Linked DNA regions of Monodelphis domestica: region 2 is linked to region 1. Evidence: chromatin contacts called from public Hi-C data. All regions are on one chromosome and are shown on one strand. Each heading gives the region's core, a stretch centred on a gene start, on an enhancer-like site or on the middle of the called end of the contact. The rest is flanking DNA. Distances are from core to core; before and after follow the strand shown. Region 1 overlaps MTHFD1L (methylenetetrahydrofolate dehydrogenase (NADP+ dependent) 1 like). Region 2 overlaps AKAP12 (A-kinase anchoring protein 12).

The links. Hi-C and Micro-C count contacts between places; a contact is called where the count stands out from the background.
Region 2: a contact with region 1 is called in a Hi-C map of limb, with 4 times the contacts expected there. The contact joins two enhancer-like sites. A contact is called at or near these places in 2 of 2 Hi-C or Micro-C datasets (limb and spleen and liver).

Annotation. Positions count from the first base shown.
Region 1 is chr2:430,535,997-430,542,304 of mMonDom1.pri, forward strand. All of the region lies in intron 7 of MTHFD1L (methylenetetrahydrofolate dehydrogenase (NADP+ dependent) 1 like), which reads left to right. Among named protein-coding and RNA genes, the nearest start is that of MTHFD1L, 39 kb to the left of the region's middle. Within about 2 kb of position 2,370, at least 1 of the 2 cell types and tissues checked has open chromatin away from gene starts, as enhancers often do. A contact at or near this core is called in limb, where this site is marked.
Region 2 is chr2:430,979,065-430,985,744 of mMonDom1.pri, forward strand. The region is part of intron 3 of AKAP12 (A-kinase anchoring protein 12); the gene reads left to right. Among named protein-coding and RNA genes, the nearest start is that of ZBTB2, 63 kb to the right of the region's middle. Within about 2 kb of position 4,362, at least 1 of the 2 cell types and tissues checked has open chromatin away from gene starts, as enhancers often do. A contact at or near this core is called in limb, where this site is marked.

The DNA of each region.
Region 1 (6,308 bases), core at 1,120-3,619:
GTTCCTGGATTTATTTTTCAATTTGGGTGATCTTTCCTAATTTTCTTGGTTTTCTTGCATTGCTCTTATTTTTTTCCCTTAATTTTTCCTCAGTTTTTTTCCTTTGGTTTTTAAGATCTTTTTAAAGCTCTTTCAAAAGTTCCTTTTGAGCTTGTGGCCATTTGTTGTATTGCTTTGTTATTTTTAAAGTAGCTATTTTTGCTTCACTGTCCTCCAAGTTTGAGCCTGGACTTCTTTCCCTATAATAGCTATCAATAGTTGGGTTCTTTCTCTCTTGTTTGCTCATTTTTATTTATTTATTTTTAAAATCTGTATTGGATAAGCCAGCTTTTTACTGGGAGTCCCAGGGTTTCTAGTATGTTGAACTATATTAACTCATGTTTCAGATTTTTTGTGTGGGTTTGTTTTCCTCAGACCTATTTAGTTATTCCTGTTTTTAGAGTCCAGAGACAGGTGTATTCCCAGGCCCCTGTCGAAACCCTAGTTGATGATTGATTGCAGTGCTCCAACCAGAGCCCATGGCAGTTCTGCCATTGCAACTACAAGCAAACAGTTCACCTTCCCCTGTGGCAACAGCAGGAACTCCATTCTCCTGGGAGTGACCACAGTTAATGGGGACCCAGTCCCTTAGCAACCACACTTTTTGGTGCAGCCTTTTTCTTTACTCCTCCTGTCCTTCTGCTGCATCCTAGACTAGAGCAGGTGTACAGGCTGTGTTCCTCAGATCTCCAAAGGCCCTCCAGGGCCTTTGTTCCTGCCTGTTGGGGTTGGCACCCATAGACTCTGTGGTGTTCCCTCCCTCAATTTCCAGCTGAAGGCAGCAAGGGTCTTGGGACCTGAGGGTGCAGCAGACATGGCTGCTCCCAGGGCCCTCCACCTAAGAGTTCCAGTGGCATCCTCCAAACTCGAACTGAGGGTGAGGCAGGGAAGGGGGTTGGAGAGGGAGAGAAGGAGAGACTCAGCAAACAAGGTGAGGTTACCAATCTTGCTCCCAGGGTCTAACTTGTTCATTCCATTCTTTTTGTTCTGTTCCTTCCCCCAGGGTTTAGGATGGTGGGATTGAAGCCAGGAAAGTCAGAAACCTTTCTCCCTAATTATCCCTGGCTGTTCAGCTTCTCTCTTGGCACCTCTCTGTTTTTGCTGCTTTTAGCTTTGATTCTGTGGAGTTATTTTTGATTGTTTGTGGGTGGGTATTAGGAGGGTGAGGAAGCTTCAAACCCTACTCTGCCTTCTTCCCATCATCCCTCCCCTACAATCTTAAGCCTTCATTGAATTGAGAAATAGATGGACTTTTGGAAGAAGTTTGCCTAGAACTTACCACTCTTCTCTCTTAGAATTGACATTTAGGATCTATTCTATGATAGCAGGTAAGGTTTTGTTTTGTTTTGTTTTTTTAATCCCTTCCTTTCCATCTTAGAATCAATATGATGTATTGGTTTCAAGGCAGAAGAGAAATAAGGGCTAGTCAGTGAGGTTAAATGACTTGCCCAAAGAAGTAAGGGTTTAAAATAAAATACATAAGGGTTGTATCTTAAGGATCTCTTCACAGAAATGAAATTCTAGATCAGTTAATGGTTGGACTTGTCCAACGGTTCTTAACCATTTTGTGGCATAGATTTCTTTGCCTAAAGTGAAGCCACTGATAGACCTGTTCTCAGAAGAGTGCTTTTAAATGCATAAAATAAAATACATAGAATTATATATTTTAGTTCTATATTTCAATTTTGCTGAAATAATTATAAAATATACTTAAATTATATTGAGTTATAAAATATTTTTAAAATCAAATGATATAGAGTAATATGAAATCTTTTGAAGCATTAAATAACAAGACTACAATATCAACAGTCTGATAATTGCAGTCATCTCAAAATAGTTATAAGCACATATTATTTCAAACCGTAAATTTGAAAATGATAGAAAATTTTCTATCATTGACAAGGTCATGAGGTCCATTAATACTACTGTGGTTTTTTGTCTACCTTTCTAATCGAAGAAGTTATTTTTCAATTAGAAGTTAGTGAAAATAAATGCCATTTTCCCCCATCCTCCCAACTCCAAAGGACTTTTAAGATCTATCCATAGATTTCTTGGGGATATCTGGGCCCCAGTCTAAAAACCCTTGAACTAGATGACCCCGAAGGTTACAGCTTGGAGAGCCGTGAAGATGCCAATTTGCAGGATAGGCTGATGTAGTCATAAAAGCTTTCTGATTTTTGAACTTGAAGACTTTAGCCACTTTCCCAGAGATGACCACAAGGTGGCAGCCAATTCATGAAAATGCAAATACAATCCACCATCATTTAGAGCTAAGTATTTTGGGTTCAGAAGCTCAGTGAAAAAGGAAAACAAAATATGCCTTGAACTGACCAGCTGTGGTGAGAAAAGAAAATACCTCTACTGGCAACTGAATGTTTTCACAGCTGCCAGATGCTTTTGCTGTCTGATTTTTATTTTTGAAACAATATGGCATTTTAAAGTCCTTTTTACTTGGTACATGAATCCCATTCCCCTGATCTTTTATTTTTAATTGAATCTTAATAGTGAAAAAGGGCATTGTCACTTTTTTTTTAAGTCTCCTAATGTCTGAATTTTTCAAAATAAACAATGTTGAGATTTTTACATAGGAAGCATGTGAATCTGGATATATGTTACACATGTTCTTGTTCAGAGCCAGTATAGAAACATTTGAGTATCCCTGGATCTTCCCTTTAGGGTGTCATGAATCCTATATATGCAAGCCACTACCCCTCATTACTTCCTACAGCAATGTCTTTTACTTTGTACTGCCAAAAAATAGTATGAGGTTCTACACATTTGTCTTCAAAATTTCACTTTGGCTCTGGGATATGGTATGGTTTGATTTCCTCTCCTTGGCCTCCGTACTTGTACAGGCTAATCTCTTGCCAGAATCCAAAAACACAAGCCTTTTTTAGCTGTGACTTAAGCAGATCCTGATTATGCCATACATAGGCTCCAGGGTCTCTTTTTGCTTTGCCTTTCTTGGCACTTGATTTTGGACACCATTTCCCTCATATTTCTGCCAGAATGATAAAACTTACATTAATGCAGGTTTACAAAATGCTTTCTCTGTAAGTGTTCTTATTTCCCATTTTTATGGATGAGGAAAATCAAGGCCTAGAGAGGACTGATTCCCTAGTGGAGCTCAAACTGGTTAGAGTGCCAGGCCTGGACTTGGAAGGACCAAAGTTCAAATTTGTCCCCAGACATTTCCTAAATATGTGACCTTGAATCACTTAACCCCCATTGCCTAACCCTTGTGCTTTTCCATCTCAGACTAGATGCTACCCCAGAAGGGAAAGAAGGTTTTTTTTTTAAAAAGTGGTTATTTATAACTGGCACCATTCTAGGCACAACTGTGAAACATTTAGTCAGGATTTCATGTGGCTTAAATTTAGGGGAGGGGACAAAAGAGAAATGAGTCATGATTCACACCCAAATATTCTTTTTTTTAAAGGATTAGTTCTCCCAGTGCCTCACCCTGTAGTAAAAATACTTAATAAATGCTTGCCCCACCCCATTTCCTAAAATATACCCAATTAAGGTAAGTCCAGCAAATTGACTGCCCAAAACTGATAAGTCTAACTGATAACTCATGCCCTGGGAATTTCTGTTAAATTTCATGTATTTGTAAGAGCTTGTACTTTATTGTTATGTACCCGACCCTCTCTATTGAGTGGGCCAAGAATAATAAATAGCTTTTCAGGTTTGCAAAGTGCTTTACATAAAGGACCCGTAAGTTAATGACTATTACAGGCTGGGAGAGAGTGACTACCCCACTAGGAAGCAAGGCTGGGAGAATTAAAGAGACTTACCCAGGGTCCTTCGGCCGGTAAATATCAGAAAAGCTCGAGCCTTCCTACCGCCTTCCTCTGATACACCAACCACAGGTGTGAAACCTGCTAGTCCTCGGTGGAAAGTATTTCACCAGCTAAATAAAAATATAGCACGACGTAGATAACGTTAACGTGTGCTTTTCTGGATCACCGCGGGGCCCTGTCTAGTGTTTGGTGGCCCTGCTTTGTTACCGCCACAATGCGAGCCGCGTCCTTACTCTCCGGATAAATCTAGCCATTACTCCCTATTCTCATTGAATAAGCAGGGTCCGAAGGGCCCAAGTAAACGACGTTTACTTTTTAGGATTCTTTTTTTTTTTAACCTGTAGCTTGAGGGAGGGAGCCGGCCAGCTCCTGTGTGGTCCTGTATTGGGGAACGTGAGCCAAATGGGAAACTTCATCTTTAATCCATCCCCGTGTTTATTCTCCCCCCTTTGTGAGCCCCGTGTACCGGGAGCTCACCATTTAAAGCCTTTTCCTTTTTCTTTTTAAATAGAGATCCCCGTGGAGTCGGATCTGTAGTCATGGTGGCTTGCGTAGTTAAGAGTTCAGGGTTGAGGAATAGCCTCTGCTATTATGGAGAATTAAGAACAAACGTGAGACCGGGGCACTGACCTAGGATCTTCCTAATGCGTTCTGCCAGTAATTTCAAGAGTCGGGGAGGGCAGGCATTCACCATATACTTCCTAGAGTGGGGGGGGGGGGGGGGCGGCGGCAATCACCTTATACTTCCCAGAGTGAGGGAGGGGGAGTCCCGGGCCGCCTGCCAATTTAGCCTTATGCAGAAGAGCTCTGATTGGGAGGTTCTGAAGCCAAAGCCCCAGCCTTGACCTAAGGCTGGCGGTCTGGGGAATCTCTTACACACATCCCTTCCTGTTCTCTAGAACCCTTGTAATCTCTACGAGAATGACTGGGTGGGCCCCCAAACTAAACCTTGTTTGGGGTCCCAGAGGCTTTGCTAGAAGCCCCCCAAGAAATGGATCGATCCCAGGTCCCAATACTGTTTGACTAGCCCATGCACATTTATTGCTTGAAAAGCGACCCAGCGCCAAGCCTGGAGATAGCTGGGGAAGGGGATGTGAGCAGGCACACACCCATTCTCCTGTGGGATGAGTTTAAAGCCGGGATCTGAAGCGCAGCTGGAAGGGCCTATTTTAAAGGCTTTCCAGCTGTGACAAATCAGGTAAATCCCAACTGTGTGTAGAAGAAATAGGCCAGAAAACAGAGGCCTGTTTGTTTTATTCTGCTTCAATGGATTTTGTCTCTCGTTTTTCCCAAACCACAAGCCCCTCAGAAAAGGCTGATTTTACCGGGAAGGTCTATCAGCATGAAGTAAAAATAAATCAGGGCCTTCACCTACAGTCAACAAGAGGGGATCTCAAGACCAAATTCTTATTGTGATGCGGTTAGGAAAAGGCTCTAAAGGAGACTTGGGAGAGTTCTCTGAGTGATTGTAGCTGTCAGCAATGTGGCATTCCTTTCCCGCTAACTTTAGATATTCCAGTGAGCCATAGGGAGATTTTATTGATCCAAAGAGTGCTTTTCCAGAGATGGGAGGTCCTGGGTTCAGATGGGACCTTGTACACTTCCTAGCTATGTCACCCTGCACAAATCACTTCACCCCCATTGCCTAGTCCTCACTGCTCTTCCTTGGAACCAATACACAGTATTAATTCTAAGACAGAAGGGAAGGGTTTTTTAAAAATGCTTTTAAAGTTAACAGTAGATTTGGTCTAATAGACATTTCCATTTGTTAAATTTCCACAACCAGGTATCCCTTCCACATGCCAGCTGTCCCCCTTGCAGGTTTGATATATCCTGGGTTGGCAAAAGGAATTAAACAGGAATTTTTAAATTTTGCAGAAGCTGCAGACAACACATGAAGGCCCACAGAAAAAGCTGAGAAACTCAGAAATGCATCCAATTATAAAATATTGGATTATATCAAAATGTTATCTTTTTTGTACCATAAATATACACAATTTCTTTTTTAAGTTAAAATATATAAAAAGCTAAACATTTGCCCTTGAGTTATAGAAGGGGTAATATCTACACTTAACCCAAATTTTACAGTAAGGTACTATAAACACACCCCAAAAGAAAAAGATAACATTCAGACTTCTCTGGTATGAAAGGAAGGCCAAAAAAATTTTACTTGGATTTTCCAGATCAAGGGTCACTGTGTCCCTAATCCCCCCACCATGTGGAAAAGATACACCCACATGCATACATATATTTTAAATGTGGATAAATGAAAGCACTGAGATAGAGACTAGAAACCAAGTGTGGAAACACCACTGTTATTTCCTATTGAAATCTTACAACTGTTATGTAAGATATTAAAAACTATAGCCTGATGGATGGGTCACCAAGCCAATAACTTAATGGCTTCTACTTATATCATTTAGTATAAACTCTGTCATTTATCTTATAGTGAAGTCTTGAGTGAGT
Region 2 (6,680 bases), core at 3,112-5,611, 450 kb after region 1:
TTTTCATGTATTGGAAAAACATATAATATGTTCATTTTGGAGGAGGTGGTTGGGAAAACACAAGAGTGTTCCCCAGTTCCCTTCCTAGTTGATAATCTATACCAAAAAATGAGGTCTTTAATATTCTCACCATATGTTTATAGTCGGTTTTTTTTTTTAAGCAATACTCTAAATAATCAAAATTGCTCACGTTGTGACTCTTGGTAAACCATAAATACATGTTGAACCATACTGATTACACTGGAAAAGTTTTGGGCTTTTTCTTTTTTCTTTTTCTTAAAAGAGAAGCTCTCAGAATAAAGTTATACTTTATTTATTTTATAAGTCACTTAATTTGAGAAGTTAGAGACAATATAAAACTTATTTTGGAGTATGACAAACTATTCATGAAAGTTAAGATTTTGTGATATTTATGATACTAATGTTCAATATCAGCTGTGACAAAGATGTAATCTTTAATATAACCAATGACATTATGTGAGAGTTTTTGCTTTCTAGGAAACTGGCAGTATGCATGTATTTGGTTATTTAACATCTGTAATAAAACACCTGATCTTAGTCTAATTTTTGGTTCCTGGAATGAATATAGAGTTTCTGACTGAAACTAGTAAGTTAAGCTATTTCCCCTCTTCATCTTAGTATCTACCACCCAACTTTTCCCAACTGTTTATTGATAATTTTTAACCTCAAACATTTCTCAGTCTCTTCACTACAGATTCTTTTCATTCCATTGCTAAAAGCTGCATTTTTACTCACTAATCTTGCACAATGTATTTTCAAAGCATGGGCATACACGTGTGTGTATATATACAAAATATAAATTCACATATACATTGAAGAAAACCCTTGAGCTCCTAGAAAAGTCAGTACATTTTCTTCCCCCTCCATCCAAAAAAAAAAAAAACAACCCACTGGTTTGACAGCTGTATGAAGTTATTTTTGCAAACCAGTTTCCTTCAAGTGCTAAATTTTTCATTTTTTAATGGAATCTCAAAAAATCCAAATCTTAATATTAAGGAGATTGCAGTGTTTTGACTCTCGTGCAAAATTGTACAAGTCTGCTAGAAATCATAGGGGGAAAACATTTTCTGTTCACTTTTTTTTTTAACACAATATTTATAAACTGAAGGAGAAACCTACTAAAGTCCAATCCTGCCTTGGAGTGATATGGTATGTGGTGTAATACAGCTGGCAGATGGGGGCAGGGTTTCCATGCCTAGTGGTCTGATTGGCTGGTTTGTTTATGATTGGGTTTTTAATAAAATAACTATTAACTTTATCACATGCTATGGTTCTTTCTCCTTAAGGCTTTCTTTTTTTGGGGAAGTAATTAAGGGTAAATCAAATTGTTTTTCTTTTAAGGGACCTTTTTTTGAAGGTAGAGTCCAAATAGTATTGAAAGAACAACAAAAGAAAAGAGGTTTTACTATATGTAAATTTTGTTTTAAATGCCCAGCTGAAACTTCAAGGGCCTTCTGAACTGCATCATAATTAATAATTTCACTGGGGGTATGGGAGAAGGAAAGAGAAGGCTTGGCTGGCATTTCTCTTGAGTATGAATGAATGAAATAGTATAGGGAATGACTCAAATAGCATAGAAATTTGGGCAACACAAACCAAAGAAAGGATATATAATCAGATGTAATTGTATAATATGTAAATCAACATTAAAGGGTTTTATCTTGACAAGGAGAATGGTCTTCTCATTCAAGTGTCAGATCTTATAAAATTTTTTCAAGTTATATGTGGTTTAAAAAAATTGATGTTGATTATATGATTTTATTCTAATACCAAGTTACTAGAGTAGTTATATTCAAATTTCATATTCTGAGAAAATGGATTGGTTTTTATTCTTCATTTTACTTTAAGGTCATCATATAGAAACTGAAATTCAGCATTTTATTTTATTTTATTTTATTTTATTGATTTTTTCTAAACCCTTGCTTTCCATCTTGGAGTCAATACTCTGTATTGGCTCTAAGGCAGAAGAGCAGTAAGGGCTAGGCAACGGGGGTTAAGTGACTTGCCTAGGGTCACACAGCTGGGAAGTGTCTGAGACCAGATTTGAACCTAGGACCTCCCATCTCTAGGCCTGACTCTCAATCTGCTGAGCCCCCCAGCTGTCCCCTGAAAATCCAGCATTTTAAAAAAAAGTTACCTTCTGTCTTGGTATTAATTCTGAAGACAGAAAATGGGCAAAGGCTATGCAGTGGGGGTTATTTGACTTGCCCAGACTCACACATATAGGAAGTGGCTGAGGTCAAATTTGAACCCAGAACCAATGGACTCCAAGAACTGGGAAATCTAGCATTCCTAAATTTTCATCTCTTTGCACAGGTTATCCCCCAAATCTGGAATATATTCACCTCTACTTCAGAATCTCTCACTTCCTTCAAGGTTAATTTTGCTCATGGACCACCTTTAATGCACTCTTCACCCCCCCCCCCCCCCAATTACTAACACCCTCCTTCTCTACCTTAAAATTATTTTGTTACTTTACAGTCCCTGGAGGACAGGGTCTATTTTTGTTCTTTCTTAGTGTTCTCCATACCTTCCCCTTGTAAGGTCAAAAACTGTTTATTTATCTTCATATAACCACTCCTGCTGCTGCTGCTGCTGCTATTGCTGCTATAACCACTATTATTACTGCACTAAGATGGTAGACTTGTATGTAAAGAGAAAAAGCCTGAGCCTAAAGTTTATGTATAAATAGCTCTGACCAAATGTGGCAACTGATTAATTACATCGGAGTAAAGGGAAGTGAGGAGTCAAGGATGACTTTGAAGTTTAGAACTGAGAAGCCTGGAAAGACAATTGATAATATGTTGGAGGCAGCAGCAGCCAATCTTGGGTCTCTCCATTCCCTTTGGGTCAAAAGGAGGAGGAGTGCTCTCTTCTGCTACCCTGACTTTGTAATATTCACAGGCACACAGCATCACCAATAATAAATAGTGCTTTTCATGTATGATAAACATCCACCTCTATACAACCTGAGTCGGGTCCTAATGCTATACTAAGAGACAAGGCTCCTCAGAAGGACTAAAGTTAAACATAGATGAAAATTTCAAGTTTGAGGGTTCACATTCTATAATACATAGAGAGTATGCAGGTCATGAAATGAATCTCTTAGAATAGCATTTGATTTGGAAAGGATTAACTAAGGCAAAAGTCACTCTACAATCCATTGGTGTTTGAGTACTAGAATTAAATGTGTTGAGGAAGAAATCAGGAACATTTTTGCTGTTTTCTAGGTGATTTTTCAAAATTTCTCAAAATTTCATTAGAATATATAGTTCGTGGGTTTTTTCACAAAAGCCAAAAAGTAAAGGTTGAGCTAGAAAGATTTCTATGTTGTTAAATAAGTTTGAGAATTTATGGATCATCAAATGTTTCTGCATAAATAGTTCTCATTCCTTTTTCTTCAGATTTGGGCTGCGGTGTTTGTTCCCTAAAAATCTTCCCCAAATCAGATCCTGTTAGATGTTAGTGTTTTCTTTCCAAGTTACCTTCAACATCTTTTTTTTCCTCTCAGTAAAATGTAAGCTCTTTAAAGAGAGACATTGTCTTTGTATACACAATGCCATATCCAAAAAAAGGATCTTAAACACTTTAACAGGGTAAAAGGACTAATTGTCATGATCTAATTTATAAAGACCTAAAAACAAGAATTCTTAACCTTTTTTTTCCTTTTTTTTGGTTCTTGGATCCTTTTTGGGGGCGTGGTAAAGCTTCTGGATGGACCTCTCAGTGTTTCTAAGTGCATAAAATAAAATACATGAATAGGAAATAAGGAAACTAGCTATAATTTGTAATTGAATAACTACAGTTGTTCAGACATTTTAAATAAACAATTTCATGGATTCCAGGTAAAGACTCCCTGCCTTAAAGCATGTAGTATGAGGATATCAGTTTATGGAATGTCATTGAAAAACTAATATGTTTTCATTTATGTCCAGATTGAAAACACACTAATTAACAAAAACAAACATTTAGTTGTCTATTATTATTATTATTCCCCTTCCAGAATCTATTTAGGATATGATTTGTTCCACAAGAGCCTTTTAGAAATTTTATTTTTAAATACTTAACATGGCTTCTTTTTTGTTTGTCTGCAAATATTAGTTTGGGGAAATCTAAATTGTAGCAGGTTCCAGCTTTTAATACATTGGTAATAGGCCTGGCTCATTAAAGGATCATTAAGCAGAAGAATATGACATGGAACAAAATCCAGACATGATGGGAATGATGACTACTTTCCTTTGAGGTTTAAAAAATGGAGTTTTTTTTAATGGTCAGTGGGTTTTGGAACATGGGGAGTTGGGTGTGTAGGACATAACTGATGTATTTAGAATGTAGAGAATTCTTGGAAAAATTCCAGAGCTATGTTACAAATCTTTGGGGAAAAGTCAACCAGCTCCAGATGTCGACATGGTTGACTGCAAGCCCATGAAGTGCTTTAGATTTAACTGTTACAGTGCAAGCTATTACAGTTCATCCCCAACCATCAGAAAGTTAGTTTAGCCTCTGCTTATCAAAAGGAAAGGTCAGATCAAGGAAATGGATTTTAATCTTCTCAAATAATGGAAGTGTCAATAGTCTGCCATTTTTTCATGTAAAAACACACTTTACACCTCCCATTCCCTTTAATTTATAACCATTTGTACTGGAATAAAATTAGAGTATTACAATTCTGACTAGTAGGTCTGCCTCATGTGGAATCCCTTTTTTTTTTTCTGAAAGATTTTTTAAAAACATTTTCAAAATAAGTTAAAAATTCTGCTATCATCCCTTTGTTTTTGAAGGAGTGATATGGAAAAAGCACTTAAAACAATAGCTTAGTAATACTGTGAATATTCACCAGGTATTTACATAAGACTTTTTTGTGAAGATTTTTCTTTGGATTTCACTGTGAAATGTGAAGGAAATTTCACTAAGAATCTTCTGAAAGATGATTGAATTCCCACTGAGAGTTTAGAATAGGCCAATGCCTGGTATCCTTATTCTTCACGATCATCTTTAGGGCTTCTAGGCAGATGTGAAAGATTATTTTAGACTTTTGGATTAATAATTGGAAAACAGAGAGTGAACAAGATCAGGAAATATTAATATTCTTTCCACAGATTTTTTAAAACCTAGAAATAAAAAAAAGATTGTGGCCCAATTCCTTTATTTTGTAGATGGGGAAACTGAGGGCTAGTGAGTAACAACTCAAAGCCATAAAATCCTAGATTTATAACTGAACGTGATCTTAACAATCATTCTAGAATGTCAGAACCTGGACTTGAATCCTGGGCACCTAACTCTGAAACCACTCCTTTTTTTGAATTTCAATACTGCTTTAAAAATGGTTGAATAACTATTTGTGCTTGTGTATGGGGGTGTGGGTATGTAGAATAGTGGCATTAGGCCTTCCTTTGCCAGCTTTCATTCTTTCAAAAGAAATAATAGAAAAATAATTGGGTTATTTTGAAAGGCACATTTAATTTAGCTTAATATATATACATGTATAACATAATTATTTTGATATTCGAGTTTTTGTTTGTAAAGACAAGCAATAGAATGGATGGAGTTCACTTCTAGCCTCTGGCTATCTAGGTGACACTCAGTTTCCTCTTCTCTAAAATGGGGATTATTAATAACACCCACTTCCCAGAGTTGTCCTAGCATCTGATGTCTCATAAGTCATTTAAGTTAGTATGGAATGAACTTTAAGATTCCATAAACAAAGAAATGTGAGTCCAGTATTTTATCACCTTTGAAAAAATGTTATTACATGGAGCTAGATCCGACAGCAAATGGGAACCTGGGAAAATGGAAGATCTAAAATCACTAACCAGAAATCTGCATTCCTAGGAAAAGAAGAAATTTGGGAAAGAGCCTGTCTTACCCTCAGAAAATGGAGATTTGAAGGAGAGGCTATTTCCCTTTCTGTTCTCCGTGATTTGTCTAGATAAAGATAAGGGGAGGTGTATGAGAGAGCTGGGCTGACACTAAATGACAAACTTGTTTCCTCTTAAATGTTGCTGCTTCAATTGAGTCCTTGTTATTGATTGGTATATACTTTCCAGGAAAGCCTAAGGTTGTGTGGGGATAGTTTAGTCGGTGTGAAGGCAGTGCTGAGAGGTAATGCCCCAGGGAAGAGAGATAAAATAAGGATTCCCACCTACTCTTTGGGCTTAGTGTCTGAAGATGTTGTCCTCAGCCAACTAAATAAGCAAAGGCTATTTTACCTACATTCTAATCTACTTTTTATGTGCTCTAAGGTATTCCTTTTAAAAAACAAACCCCCAAATCTTACCCTCTGCCTTGGAATCCATACCCTTTATTGGTTCTAAGACAGAAGAGCAGTAAGGGCAAGGTAACTGGGGTTAAGTGACTTGCTCAGGGTCACACAGCTAGAATTTGAACCCTGGATCTTTTATCTCTAGGCTTGTCTCTCAATCCACTTAGCAAGTAGCTGTGCCACCCCACCCCTTTATTGAAGAGGAAATTTAAAGAGAAATATTATTTGCAAAAAAGAAAATAAGAAATTGTTAGGTATTTTAAGCCAGTTCACTATCACTGAGCTTTTCTTGGTGGAATGTGGATTTATGCTTGATAAAGTACATATGTTGGGAGTATTCATTTTGGAAGGAAGGGTAGCAGTTGTCCTAGAAATTAATGATTTAATAAATAAATAA